Regions from separate parts of the Sus scrofa genome. Here region 1 is linked to region 2. The links are chromatin contacts, called in public HiChIP or PLAC-seq maps. All regions are on one chromosome and are shown on one strand. Each heading gives the region's core, a stretch centred on a gene start, on an enhancer-like site or on the middle of the called end of the contact. The rest is flanking DNA. Distances are from core to core; before and after follow the strand shown. Region 1 holds the start of FOXJ1 (forkhead box protein J1). Region 2 holds the start of RNF157 (RING finger protein 157).

Region 1 (3,420 bases), core at 905-3,404, 81 kb before region 2:
TGGGGCCTGGTCAGCGGGGCCGGCAGGTGGGTGGCGGCCCCTGGCAAGGCTGGGATGTTTACATGGCGGCCTGGGCCCCTTGGCTGCTCTGTGCCAGGTTCCGGAGACTTGGAACATGAAGCCAGTGCGGGAGGCAGAGCCCCTGTGGAAAGCACCTGGCTCAGGTAATTGTCCCCCCAGGGAGTTTGATGAGAGGAGGGGGAGGTGTGGAGGCAGGAAACCAGGGAGGGTTTAGGTGGGAGACTGGGACAGCGGCTTTAGGAAAGCCCCATCGCCCTTCCACTGGGACGCGGCTGGCCTTCACACCCCACGGCACACCCCTCTCCCCTCCTGTCCCCTCCAGCCAACTGAAACCAGGCAGGATGCAGCGCCTGGCAGGCATGATGCTCCGACTTCCGCTCCCAGTCGGCCTCTGACAAACTGGCCTTGGGCAGGGTAGTGTCTAGGAATTCTAGGACGTGGGACAAAAATGTGCCCCTTAGTCCCTCAGCCTCCCCTGTCCACCCACAGTTCATCCCTGGTCTTTGGGCTGGGCCTGCTGGTTGAGTGACAAGTTCTTCCACGTGAACCTCAAGGGCAGGCACCCCTAAAGCCCTCGGAACACCCTCCCTCCTCCTTCTCTGAAGTCAAAGAGGGGGCAGTTCCAAGCACTGGGCTCCCTGGAGGTCTTTCCTCGACGGCCTTTCTCCCTCCGGGCCCTGGCTGCACCCCGCCTACTTGGCCTGCGGATCTGGGATGTGAGTTCAGCCCTTGCAAGCGCGAGCACGAGCACGGGGGGGGGGGGGGGGGGGAGGGAGGGCCTCCCCTACCTGCCAGGTGGGATCAGCGTGGCGGAAGTAGCAGAAGTTGTCCGTGATCCACTTGTAGATGGCCGACAGGGTGATCTTGGTGGCCTTGCTGGCCTGCATGGCCATGCAGATGAGCGTGGCATAGGAGTAGGGCGGCTTCACATGCGGGTTGGTGGCGTAGTCCACGTCGTCGGGAGGCGGGGCCTGCAGCCCCGGGGGCGCGCTCCGGGACGTGCACGACGACGTGGGCTTGCCTGGCGTGTGTGGCTGCCCCAGGCAGGCGGGGTCGGCTGCCAGGGGAGACCCCGGCGCGGCCGAGCCTGGCACCTGGTGGTAGCCGTGGGGGTCGGTGCCCCCAGAGGGCAGGGCGGGGGCCTTGGCGTTGAGAATGGAGAATTCCTGCAGCCACTGCAGGCTGGTCAGGCTGTCATCCAGGGCATCGGGCTCCTCTAGGCCGCCCTCCGGCCCGGCTTCCTCCGCAGCCCCTGCTCCCGAGAGGCGTAGCCAGCTCTCCGCCATATCTGCGGGGACTCTCTGAGGGGGCGGTCAACATCCACGAGCTGAGCCGAGGGTGGCGCTCTCCGGCCCGCTGACTCCCGCGGCTCCAGTTACACAGGCTCCCGGAAGCGCGCTTCCATCCCACGACCCCGGGGGTCGCCTCCTCCGAGTCGAATGTGGTGTCTGCGGGGACCAAAACGGGAACTGAGCCCTCTTCCCCCACCCCGGAGGGGAGAGTGCGTGCGAGGCGGGAGGCGCCTCCAAAATCGATCCCGCAGCTGGTCTGGGAAACAGAAGCAGTGCCCAGGGGCCCGACCTCCACAGGGTCCACCTGTCTCTTTCCCTCTTTGATGTTTTAGAGGAGTCTTCATTAGCCTAACGAGGGAAGAGTGTAGGGGCATCCAAGGCTATTCCCTAATCCCCGAGAGCGCGAAATTAAACCCCCCTCCCTCCACAACAAGTGGAAATAGGGCGAGAGAGCCCAGGAGGGCGGTATGAGACCAGGCGGGGGGCGGGGGAGGTCGTCTGATCTTTGAAAAGGAATATTAGGCTCAAGGGGAAGGAAGAGACAAGGACCAAGAGTTACAGAGGGGTAGGAAGTGAGTGTCCCCTAAACTCCACTGCTGTCATTACCCAGACCCAACACTTCCGTCGGGGACGGATGGGAGAGCGGGCCTGTACCAACGCCCTCTCTTCCCGCGGCCCGCAGCCCTCCCCGTCCCTTACCTGGCTCAGAGCGCAGCTCGGGCCAAAGGAAGGTTCTGGAAGAAGGTCCTGCCACTCCCCGCGGCTCTCTGCCCCCAGCTCGAGGACCCTGCCAGCAACCCTCGTCGTCCCCCCCACGCCCGACGGCGCCTCTCTGAACGCCAGCGGCCCCGGGACCGGTATTAAGTAGTCGCTCAGAAGGCTTCTACTGCTGCCATGGCGACGCTCCGCCCCCATAAACAGCTTCCGCTGCTGCCATTGGTCAGCGTGTCTCCAAGGAAACCGCGGGCTCCTGCCACTCTCTCTGGCGGTAATTCTCTTCGAACTCCCTCCTTCTGCCGCCCTCTCCCGCGCCACCCAGCCCCCTACCCGCCACCGCGTCCCGGCTCCGTGCGTTCCCGCCCGAGGACCCGCGCAGGGCTCGGAGAGGCGCGTGGCTCGGCGCTTCCGCCGAGGCCCCGGGCCCTTCGGCGTGCGGTTCGTCGCGGGCCCCGCGCTCCCGCCCCACCCCACCCCACCCCTTACGGTCTGAGCAGCTCCGAGGTGTCGACGACGGCTCCTGGGAAGCAGCCCCGGGCTCTGGGGCAAAAGCTGGGAGCCGGCTCAGGCTCGGGAACCATGTGCTTGGGGTTTTCCTCTCCTCTGGGCTGCGAGTGGCACTTCCTCGCGTTTCTGCGGCCCGTCACTCACTCCTGACACTGAGCGTCTTCTTGGTGCCCGCAGGCAGGTCTGACTCTCCGATGCCACCTGCTGCTCAGGTCTGCAGAACCCCAGCACCGGTCGCAGTCACCCCAGTGCGGGTAGGGTAATCCAGTGTTTCCCGGTAAGCCCCCACTCTCTGCCCTGTTCTCAGCAAGATGCCTGGAAGCTGACGTTCCAGAGGCTTCTTCGGAAATGCTCCCCCTCCTTTCCAGATAGCCCAGGAATCAGAGGTGGCGGGTGAAACTCAGAAAAGTCATGAACTTGCCTAACTCTCCTACCGAGATCCTTTGCCCCGTTAATTTTACCCGCCTTTATGTGACAGGGACTAACAGAGGACTGTGGCCCTCCCCCCCCTTCCCCTTCCCCAAGCCTCCCTCCAGTCACCAGCTTTCCTGCTCTTCAATTATTGACAAGCTGCAGTGTTGGAAGTTCTCGGGTTTAAAGACGGGGTGGGGGCGGGGTGGGGGCTCCTTATCCGCCCTCTGAGCAGGAGCTGTGCCCAGGGAATGGTACCTCAACTCCCACCCCAAAACGTCTTTCCCTCCTCCTTGCCGCCCCCCCACCCCAGCTTCTCCTGAGTGAAAACATTAAAAAGTGCTGGAGGAAGTTGGACAGAAACTTTCACAAGCCAGCTGCACAGTTAACAGCTCTCCTTCCCTTGTAAACAGCTTTATTCGTTGTTAAGAATCATGCAGCAATCCATACATATTGCATCCTTGACGTCCCC
Region 2 (3,586 bases), core at 261-2,760:
CGGACACACCGCTGAGAAACCAGCTCCTCTCATTAGCATGTCTTTATTCTACCGCTGCAGTTCTGATCTCTCTCCAAGATCATGAAAATCCTCCTTGGGTCCTAAGCCAAAGAGAAGATGGGAGCCATGAGTCCCCAGGAGTCTTGAGAAAAGCAATGAAAAATGAAGAGCAGAGAGTTAGGTCATGTGCCAGCAGTTCGGAATTGGCTAGTTCTTTTCTTCTCTTTTTTGTTTTTAGTTATTCTTCAATGTTTTTAACTTTTAAATTGAAGTATAATTGATTTACAATATCGTGTTAGTTTCAGGTGTACAGCAGTGGTTCGATTTTATATAGATATAATATAGATATACATATAGTTTAATAATATATGTATATATATTTTTTCCAGAATCTTTTCCCTTAAAGGTTATTACAAAATCCTGAGTCAAGTTCCCTGTACGACACAGTAAGTCCTTGATGTGATCCTCTTGTGCTGTCAAAATCCTCCCCCAGCTCCAATATTTATGCTACAAACCAGAGGCTGAGACATTTATCCCTTTAATGATTCTAAAAACAAAGAGAATCCTTCTCTACATTTTAAATAGCTGTGCCCTGTCCCAGAGCCATCCTCATTCCAAAAAGCAGGCTTGTCACTCCTCCAGCCAAGTAACAACCCGAGTGACTCTGCTACGTAGAGCCCCCAATATTTCTGTTCGACACCCTTGTTCTTCCGACAGCCTCTCGAAAAGCATCAGCACCACGGAAAAGGCATTTTCGGCCTCCACCCTCCAGCAGGCAGTGGCAGCTTTCCCTGGAGAAACCTCATTCAAACCTGCGCCTGTCCCTCCCTCACCGGAGGCCTGGATGTGCTGACCTGTGCCAGCACCCAGCACAGGTGCCTGCTTCGGACGCCGAGCCCGCCTCCCCCAACCCGCAGCCCCCCGAGGGGAACGGGGACCCGGGCGGGAAGGAGCGGACTCCGTGCTGCGGACGGCGGGGACCTGGCCTGCAACGAGGCACCCCGCCCCTCGGGAGCCGCAGTCTCCCCAGCGCACGTCTCTGTCACAGGACGCATTGCGTCCGGGCCGCCCGCGTCCCCCGGCGGAGGGGCTGCCCACCCTCGCGACCGCCCCGGGCCCTAAAGCACCGCTCCAGGCCTCCTGCTAGACATCCCACCCTCCAAGATCGCACTGCAGCGCCGTCGGCCCCTGGGCCCGCCGGCCCCCCGGCGTCCCGGTGCGGGAGCCTCGCGACCTCCTCCCAGCCCCGGGCCGCGCTCACCGGACTTGGGCGGGTAGCGGTACACGGAATTGGACGGGATGTCCACCTCCTCGACGCCCGCGTGCTGCCGGCTGGTCAGGGCCCCCATGGCCGCTGCGCCCGCGCCGCCCGCGCCTCACCGCGGCCGCTTGCCCCGCGCCGGCTGCGGGGGTCGGCTGCCCGCCGCGGCCCGCTCGGCCTCGGCGCTGCGGCTCTGGCGGCGGGGAGCCCCCGGCGCGCCGCGCACCATCCTCCGCCGGGCCCCGCGGCGGCGCCTGTGCCGAGGGGGGCTGCGGGCTGGGCCGGGGGCGCCGCCGCCGCCTCAGGCCGCGTGATGTCAGCGGCGGCTCGCGCGCGGGGACCGCGGCGGCCACGGCCAATGGCGGGGCGGGGCGGGAGGGTCCGCGCGGCGCCAGCCAATGGGCGGCGGGACGCGGCGGAGCGGCGGCCGGGCGCGCGGCGAGGGCTGGAGGGGCCGAGGACGCGGCGCCCCCGGAGCCCGCTGGCGCGGTTCCGGCGGCCTCGCGGGAGCCGCCTCCTCGAGGGGCGTTCGCGCACCCTGGTCCCCAGCATCCGAAAGGCGCACGCGGCTTCCCCGCCTGGCGGAGGCTCTCTCCAGCCCCGTCCCTCGACATGTGCCAAAGCCGATGGTCACAAACCCGCAGAGGGGCGCCCTCCGCCTCCCAGGCGGGCAGTGGGGGTGGGTTCCCGCCCCGAGCGCCTCAGCCCCTCAGGGGCTCCCAGGGGTCGGGTAGACTGGTCAGTGCCGGTGACCCTCCAGGAAAACGTCGCCATCCCTCTCACCTAGTTCCTTTCAAGGCGCCGAGCTCTATGCTTGTTCTGTTTACGGGTCCCTTGGGCAGCTCCTGTAACCCTGAAGTTGGGAGACCATCGGCCCAAGAGGAGAAGGAGACAAGGCCCCTCGGACCGCACCTTTGGGAAACTTTGGGAAGAAGGGCGTTAATGCAGGGGAACTGGAGTGGGGCCAGAGCACACCAACCGTGGAACACCTGGGCAGGCAGAAGACCTCATTCTAAACCTAATTGCAGACATTTGTGTTTTAAACCCTTTATGCTATTTCTGTTTTGGCGGGCTTTTTCCTGAGAGAGTAAACTGATCTGCGAAAACTTCAATTTCAAGAACGTGGTTTCAGCAACCTTTCAGCAAGGGGTTCCAAGTACAGTTTGGGGAGTCAAGGTCCCTTGATTAAGCTTTTAAAGCCATCCATAGAGCATCTTTCCTGATGATTCTCTGTGTTTTTCTTGTTTTTAACAGCCGCACCTGTGGCATATTTGAGTTCCCGGCCTAGGGGTCAAATAGGAGCTGCAGCTGAGGTCTATGCCAAGGCCAAGGCAACTCTAGATCCTTAACCCACTGAGCGAGGCCAGGGGTCAAACCTGCATCCTCACATCGGCAACAATGGGTCCTTAACCCCCTGAGCCACAAAGGAAACTCCCTTTCATATTTTTCATTGCCCTCTTTTCAGCTTCATACCTAGTAGCAAAGATACCAACTCCCATGGAGTTCCCATTGTGGTTCAGTAGTAAAAACTAGTATCCACAGGATACAGGTTCAATCCCTGGCCTCGCTCAGTGGGTTAAGGATCTGGTGTTGCCCCAAGCTGCAGCACAGGTCGCAGATGTGGCTCGGATCTGGTGTGGCTGTAGCTGTGGCTATGATTTAACCCCTAGCTTGGGAACTTCCATATACCCTGGGTGTGGCCCTAAACACACACACACACACACACACACACACACACACACACACACACACACACACACAGAAACCAGCTCCAGTTGCCATGGTTTTTCTCCAAGTTCCCCAGGGTGGCAGGAACACATGTCTGTCATTTTTATCAACTGACAGGCTGACTCAGGCCTAAGCCACAGGGTAAGTTCCTGGCCCAGACAGACCTATGTGCAGCCTCTCTCAAACCCCAGGGCTCCCTGGCGGAGCTCAGAGCCCTCCCTCTAGCCCTTGACCCTAACCACTAGAAGGCTCTTGGACATACCTTTGGAAGGGAACTGATGCCCTGCTTTCACCATACCCAGACCCTACAGTGTAATTACTTGGTAAAGATAAAATACAAGCCATGAAGAATCTAGAGCCGCCTCAGAGTAAAAGGCCTTATAATCTTAGACTCTGTTCAGAAGTCTAAGACTCTTCTAAGAAGTCAGAATCTTCGCCTCTGTTTGTCCTTCCTGCCCTCAGCATTGGGTAAAGGGGACACCATCCCCTGAAAGGGTTTACCCGTGTCTGCAGGTTTCTTTGTCCCAGCCAGAGCCCGGCAGCAGATTAATTGCAAGGATCTGTTCTGATCCCCCGTGAACCAGCTCTGAGCTTGGG

The links. HiChIP or PLAC-seq counts read pairs in DNA pulled down with a chosen protein or histone mark.
Region 1: a contact with region 2 is called in an H3K27ac HiChIP or PLAC-seq map of skeletal muscle. The contact joins the promoter of FOXJ1 here to the promoter of RNF157 in region 2. A contact is called at or near these places in 1 of 5 promoter capture datasets (liver), 2 of 47 Hi-C or Micro-C datasets (embryonic fibroblasts and psoas muscle) and 1 of 2 datasets of contacts at active chromatin or transcription factors (skeletal muscle).

What each region holds. Positions count from the first base shown.
Region 1 is chr12:5,306,104-5,309,523 of Sscrofa11.1, reverse strand. It overlaps FOXJ1 (forkhead box protein J1), which reads right to left and starts at 2,154. Exons shown (of 3, transcript XM_003357959.4): 1 at 2,013-2,154; 2 at 810-1,469. The coding sequence starts at 1,307. It overlaps RNF157 (RING finger protein 157), which reads right to left. Exons shown (of 19, transcript XM_003357958.4): 19 at 3,327-3,420. It overlaps LOC106507954 (a long non-coding RNA gene), which reads left to right and starts at 2,216. Exons shown (of 2, transcript XR_001304381.2): 1 at 2,216-2,301; 2 at 2,715-3,337.
Region 2 is chr12:5,223,902-5,227,487 of Sscrofa11.1, reverse strand. It overlaps RNF157 (RING finger protein 157), which reads right to left and starts at 1,510. Exons shown (of 19, transcript XM_003357958.4): 1 at 1,262-1,510. The coding sequence starts at 1,349.